Linked DNA regions of Salmo salar: region 2 is linked to region 1. A link is a contact called in public Hi-C data. All regions are on one chromosome and are shown on one strand. The core of a region is the stretch at or near the end of the contact, and the rest is flanking DNA. Distances in the headings are between cores, read along the strand shown.

Region 1 (3,640 bases), core at 611-3,110:
TCCGTAGGCAATCACCATGGTCTTGTAGCGGATGCGAGCTTCAACTGGAAGCCAGTGGAGAGAGCGGAGGAGCGGGGTGACGTGAGAGAACTTGGGAAGGTTGAACACCAGACGGGCTGCGGCGTTCTGGATGAGTTGTAGGGGTTTAATGGCACAGGCAGGGAGCCCAGCCAACAGCGAGTTGCAGTAATCCAAACGGGAGATGACAACTGCCATTTTCTCTGTAACACTGTGGCTTTGACCATTCAGAGCATTTTGCATTAGTTGATGTATGTTTTTCATAACCGAGACCAGACCATTGATTGTGTGTCAGCTTTGGTATGGATAGGTGAGGTTAGTTTGCTCTTTACTGAGCAATGTGCATGATGTTGATGTTGAGGCTAATTTATAGCATTTTTAGAGTCTGACTAGGAAAGCTACAGTAAATGTAAAAAAAAATTGCTATTATGAAAAGAAATGGAGTTATATGCATATTCTTAATTTTTTTGGAGGGTTAGGGCTAACCTTAGCTCGCTCCTCTCCTTGGTGATGCATCCTCTTATGCCAACATGCCCAAAAAGCATTACACGATGAGCAATGGCGGCAGGTAGCCTAGTGGTTAGAGTGTTGGGCCAGTAACTGAAAGGTTGCTGGATTGAATCCCTGTTCCCTAGGTGCCGTGGATGTTGATTATGGCAGCCATCTGCACCTTTCTGATTCAGAGGGGTTGGGTTAAATGCGGAAGACACATTTCAGTTGAATACATTCAGTTGTACAACTGACTAGGAATTCTTTCCCCAATGAGCAATAAATAAATAATGTGTCTTATTTAAAGTAAGAGAGTTGATTACTTGGTCACAATGTGATACCACTTTTACTCTCGCAAGAGCTGTGGATTCTGTTGCTCAAGGCAGAATCGAGCCAAGCCTCCCAAGATTTTTCCTTTAAAGAGGAAATTTGCGGTTGAAACAATAACAAAGAATTTTCCCTGCCACTGTTTCGGTAAAAAACTGAGGGATGTGGCTGGAGAAATGTAACACTCAAATTCATAGATAGATCTATGGATGCAAGTACTGACCATCCATATAGTTTGAAGCATGTTTTGAGGCTATACAGTGTTTGTTTACATTTACTTTGTTTACAAACATTGGAGTAAAACAAGCTTAGCCTATATTTTAGGTTCTGATAGTGTAAGACTGTTGAACTAAGTTTATGAGGCATTTATAAGTTATATTGTTCAAGAATCAACAGGTACTTAAGCAATAAGGCATGAGGGGTTGTGGTATATGGCCAATATGCCACGGCTAAGGGCTGTTCTTACGCACGACTCAACACAGAGTGCCTGGATTCAGCCCTTATCCGTGGTATATTGGCCATATACCACAACCCTCCGAGGTGCCTTAATGCTATAATAAACTGGTTATCAAAGTAATTAAAGCAGTAAAAATACATGTTTTGTCATACCCATTGTCATACCCATGGTCTGATATACCACAGCTGTCAGCCAATCAGCATTCAGGGCTCGAACCACCCAGTTTATAAATATCATGAATTTATAAGTAAAAAAAATGGTAGTCGCAAATGCAGATCGATCCTTTAAACTAGAGGGAGGCGTGCCCCCTACTGGCTCATCAAGAACTCTGCATTACAACTTTCCCAACGAGGTGCTGAGCCTTCTTTAGAATAACATTCTGCAAGGTAAATCCATTACCTTCATTTGAAAGAACATCGTTATTTGTGTTTTTCTACAAGTGCTTGACTAATATACCATAGGTAAAATAATAACCTCACCAATTTTGTTCATACTCATTTATAATTTCCAGCATTGCACACCCTTATAACTCAGTATGCAGCCCCAGTACGCTAGGTGGAGCTAAACTTTTTACATACAAATCAATGTAGAAGAAGACAAACATCATATTCTAAAGATGTCGGCGACCAGGGAAAAAGATGGTCGACCAGGGAAACCGTCAGGAAAGGAATCTCAACCTTTGATTATAGCCAAAACTCCGGCAGAGGAGCAGCGCCTTAAATTGGAGAGATTGATGAGAAACCCTGTAAGTGTCGGGGGGTTCTTTGAGGATATATTCAAATAGCTCATGTTTATCTCCACAGCCAGCAAGGCTAGCTAACGTTAGCGCCAACCGCAGTGGATCTGTGTTTACGCACAGTTAGTTAGAACATTGCCTGATTCACAGTCTGAGATTAATGGCATTCATTTGTTTGGAAAAATTCATCTCACAAGCCAGAATGTTGAACACTATTTTATTTCAACGTAACGTTACTGTGCCAGTTGTGTTGGCGGTTTGTCCTTTTGTTGGTAGGAATTTGAGAAAAATATCCACAGGAAAGTACAGTATCAATAAACCGACTTTTCCAAACGCTGGTAATGGTTTATATCACCTGTCACAAAACTATGCAAACACGTGCATGTACTTACATGCGCAAATGTTTCAGGTGGTAAGGCACTTGAATGCACTACCAGCGCTTTGAAAAGGTTTCGTTAGTAGGTGGCGACAGGGAACTAGCGAGTTGACGAAGATGGCGGAAGTGGATGCTGAGTTCGAATTAAGCAGGAAGTCAGTAGTGACAACAGTAGTATCGAAAACTAACGAAAAGGAATTTGTCTAAGATTGGAGTGCAGTAAATGATAATGAATTGCTTCTTGTTCGGATGCATATGTGGGAAACCCGTTTGTGGTTTCGAAAATGGTGACGTATGCACTTGGAAAAGTGGAGTTTGTCAGAGTGCCCTGAGCTATGTTCGAATACCTATACTAACTTACTGTATAGTACATACTAATGAGTATATATTATTAGTTCATTTTAGTATACTGTAAACGAATGGTATCCTTTCAGTTGAGCATACTAGCGCTTCGCCTGTCTACAGGAAGTGTATTCTGTTGCTATGCAACCTTTTGCTCTCTTATTAGCATAACAAATTACTAGCTAGACTTCGAGTGTGTTTGTAAATTCAATCTGGAGTGCCAGAGTGTGTTTTGGGCGTTTGTAAATTCAGGGCGTTGTCAGATTGTCTGTTCATAAATTCTGAGCGTTTCGCCCTCGGAGCGTGCTCTGGAAGAGTATGGTTGATCTGAGCGTTCTGACCTCAACTGCAGTCAAGCACCCGAGCTAACTGGCTAATGTTGGCTAGCTTGCTAGCTACTTCCAGACACAAATGAGAGAACACCTCACTCTGACCATTTTACTTGCCCTAGCAGAGCTGGTTAGGCAGTTCATGTTATCCAGAGCGTTGGTGATTAACTGTGTTGCTGGCAACAATTTAATTAAGCTTGTTTGCCAATGTTTACTGACATCGGCCACATTCTACGATCGTTTGTAAATTAATCAGTTATTCTGCCTCTGGCAGTCAGACGAGAGTGCTCTGAAATCGGAGTAGATATTCAGATTGAATTTATGAACAGACCCGAACGACTATACCACTTAGCTAAGCTATGAATGACGTGAATAATCAAGTCAATAAACGTTGGGTAGTTAGCATAAAGTAAATATACCGGAAAGTTCGATGTACTAGGAGCCAACAAATCTGAAAACGTTGTGAAGCCACACCCATTTCCGAAGAATTGCATTATGTGCCCTAAAAGCACGGAAATGTTGTCCATTGCTTTTATACTTCGTATTTTGGTGAATGTAGTACCACA
Region 2 (3,640 bases), core at 326-2,825, 150 kb before region 1:
CCCACTACAATAAAAAAATTATAGAATTAATTGAATTGTGTCCTTGAAACATTTAATTGAAATATTGTAGAATTCCATTCATTCCTATGGAGGACTGCTCATACTCGGGAGTGCCAATATGGGGTTTATATACGTAATTGGCGGAAACACAGGAGCCTCACAATCCAGTACAGTAGGTAGATCTCAAAGCCAGGAAAGGACAGAAGATTGTTCCAAGCGACCGGCTGGGACACAGCCGGTCACTTTAATAATTTACCTAGTTATTTACAGATTATCTCATTTAGCTCTTTTGTAGCTTTGTCAACTATGTGTGTGTTTTCTATACCTATTCGCACCTCTCTCTGTAGGCTTTACAGACACTCCCCACCCCTTGGCTGCAATTCTTCTCATTTAGTGTACCCTGCGCGCACAACCCATGTGGAATTCCGTGTCTCTGGCAGCATTTGGAACTGCCTATTTGCGGTCAAGAACATCAAGTTCATCTCAGCCTATGCTGCCTTTCAGTCCCTTGACGTTTTGCCCCTGACGGAGACATGGATCACCCCAGAGAACACTGCTACTCCAGCTGCTCTTTCTTCATTTAACTATGTTTTCTCTCATAGTCCGAGAACACCTGGTTGTCGTTGTGGTAGCAAAGATCTACTCCTTTTTCCTAAGTGGAGATTTTGTCTTTTCTACCTCTCTCACCTGTCCATCTCCTCACTTGAATTCCATGCTGTCACTGTCACTATCACTTGTCCAGTCAAGCTTAACATTATTGTCATCTATCGTCCACCAGGTGCCCTTGGAGAGTTCCTCAATGAGCTTGACACCTTGATAAGATAATTTCCTGATGATGGCTCACCGCTCTTCATACTTGGCAACTTCAACCTCCTGACGTCTGCCTTTGATTCGATGCATTTCATTCCAACTCAGTTTTTCCCCCCTTGCATCTTTTGACCTCACCCTTGCCCAATCTCCTCCAACTCACAAGGCAGGCAATACGCTTGACCTCATCTTTACTAGAGGCTGCTTGCCTACTAATCTCACTGCAATCACCTTCCAGGTCTCTGATCACTACTTTGTTTCCTTTTCTGTCTCCCTTTCCTCCAACCCTAACCACTCAGCCCCTACCCAGATGTTCATGCTTCCCAAGGTCTCTCAAGTCACCCCACTTCTCAGCACATTCCACTGGCTTCCAGTTGAAGCTCGCATCCACTACAAGACCATGGTGCTTACCTATGGAACAGCAAGAGGAACTGCCCCTCCCTACCTTCAGGCTATGCTCAAACCCTAAAACCAAACCTGAGCACTCTGTTCTGCCACCTCAGGTCTCTTGGCCCTCCCACCTCTACGGGAGGGCAGCTCCCGCTCAGCCCAGTCCCAACTCTTTACTGTACTGGCACCCCGATGGTGGAACCAGCTTCCACCTGAAGCTAGGACAGCAGAATCCTTGCTCATCTTCCGAAAACATACCTCTTCAAAAAGTATCTTAAATAATCGTCCTCATCACCTCAAATATTTTTTAAGAGAAACAGGGTTGGCAGGTTGGATTTAGTTTCACCCTGTCGCTGGCACACACTGCAGTGCAGTAGGTGGCAGTAATGCACCATAACGTTGTATGCCAACCGCCGAAGAAGAAAAATAGCTGTTTCTCCAATTATGTTGCCTTCCATGTAGCAGGCAGCCTGTTTTCTTGGACTTCTATCTAGTTTTCTCCCACACCAAGCTGGTTATAGCGTTTCCACCTCCCTGGAAACCATGGCCGAACAGGCCACGGAATCCGCCCGGCAGCCCCAGCACGACGGTAAAGCTTGTTATTATTTTTTTTGAAGTATATGATGTGGTGACGTTTCGAGCTAATCCAGATACTATAAGCGGCCTGTGAATATAAGGTTTAGCTAGCACCATCACCCGACGTGTCATTAACCTTATCTATACTTGGCCATTATTTCACGTTTCTCAATGGATGTATATTATACATAGCGAGCTTCACAGGCACCAAACTAGATGTGCATACTTTGTTAGAAAATACATGCATCGTTACATTTTGCGCGATTAAGAATGGCGTATGATTGCTCACCCATCTGGCTGGATCTATTTTAGCCACAGACGACGCTTAACTAGTTAGTCGAACTGTGTTGATGCTATCTACGTTAGCTAGCTAGCTGTCATTGTTTTGCAGCGCTAGACAGTGTATGCGAGTTATTCGACGGAGTGGAAATTGGATAGTGGTGGTTATATTTGTACATGTAGCAAACATTTTCGAAAACAGTTTTTATTGACGCATGAATATTCAGTAATTTAGTTCTCCATCCCCTGCCCTGGTTTGTAGCGTCTAGCCCTAAAGTTATACAGGTAACGTTAGGACGGGCCAAGACGTTGAACTCCAGACTAGTTAACTAGTTTACTAGCAAGCTAGTAACGTTAGCCACACTCCACAGATAAATTGTAAGCCAACATGTCTTTATACATTGAGCCTATGATGGAATTGAAATGATTATTTTTCTCCAACTAGTTACACCAAATCTGGTAATGGAGGAAATGAAATGTGTCATGACAATGCTGGTGTTTGCCGGTGTTTACATGGATTTGCGCATGTGTCCGGTGATTTCAACCGCAGTACCGACGCTCTAAAAAGTCGGATAAATAATACTTTACTGTGGATATTTTGTCTAAAATTCCAACCCACTGAAGGACCAACCGCACAGACAATCGGTATATTTAAGTTCAAATGCAATTTTATTCAACATTCAGGCATCTACTTTATAAATGCATTTGATTGTAAGCAAACTTTCCACGTCATACTGATTTATTAGGAAACCTACGTTTATGCTCTCCATAACGACTGAGATTGGTCTGTTCTTTTTTGAGTAGTGAGTTATGCATTATTAAGAATGGGGGAAAACTGTACAGTATGTAGCCTAAAGCTAGTGGACAGATGGGCCTATACCTCAAGTAGGCCTAAAGCCCCAAATCATCAAAGATTGGAACTTGCAACTAGTGTACTTTCTGCGCTGGAAATTGACTCTAAGAAGTAGGCTATATAACCATTATGTTGGACACCAGGAATGATATTTGGGGAAGTTACTTTTCAGGCACCTCATGCTGTTTTATATGTATAAACTTGAATCTCTGAACAACTTGGAAAACCTCGAGTTTGTTCGTTGGTAGGCTCATGTCATAGATCTTTGTTTAGTTTGAGTGTCTTTCGGGTCAAACCTTTTGCAGACATTGTCAGTATGCTAATATAGTCATTAATAGATCTTGCCCCTAGAATGTTGCTTTGTATTTTGTAATGCACAGGTGTCGTCCTTTGTGATTGGCTACAATTAGTGAGATCGGTTTGCTCTTTGTCCACCAGTTAGACCTCCATTTATTTTATGCAATAAACAACACCAACAGTGATTATTGTTGAAGTGAAGACCAAATTACCCTCCCACTCAGTCCTGCCTGGGCAATACTTTTTTTTGAACAGATTCCCCCTTCAAATAAATAACATCCCCTCTTTCAGGCTGCTGGTTGTAAAGAGAAATACCTTTTTATTTCTGGAAGTTTCTTTAGTGTTCTTGTTTTGTCCTCTTCCTTAGTGGTGCTCCAGCAGCGAATGGCAGCCCTGGAGCAGGAGAGAGCAGAGTTCTCCAAGCTCAAACAACAACTG

The links. Hi-C and Micro-C count contacts between places; a contact is called where the count stands out from the background.
Region 2: a contact with region 1 is called in a Hi-C map of muscle, with 9 times the contacts expected there. The contact joins the promoter of LOC106567675 here to the promoter of LOC106567678 in region 1. A contact is called at or near these places in 2 of 3 Hi-C or Micro-C datasets (gill and muscle).

Annotation. Positions count from the first base shown.
Region 1 is chrssa13:73,685,018-73,688,657 of Ssal_v3.1, reverse strand. It overlaps LOC106567678 (PRKR-interacting protein 1 homolog), which reads left to right and starts at 1,860. Exons shown (of 6, transcript XM_014137241.2): 1 at 1,860-2,036. The coding sequence starts at 1,908.
Region 2 is chrssa13:73,835,818-73,839,457 of Ssal_v3.1, reverse strand. It overlaps LOC106567675 (rab GTPase-binding effector protein 1-like), which reads left to right and starts at 1,575. Exons shown (of 21, transcript XM_014137234.2): 1 at 1,575-1,786; 2 at 3,570-3,640. The coding sequence starts at 1,741.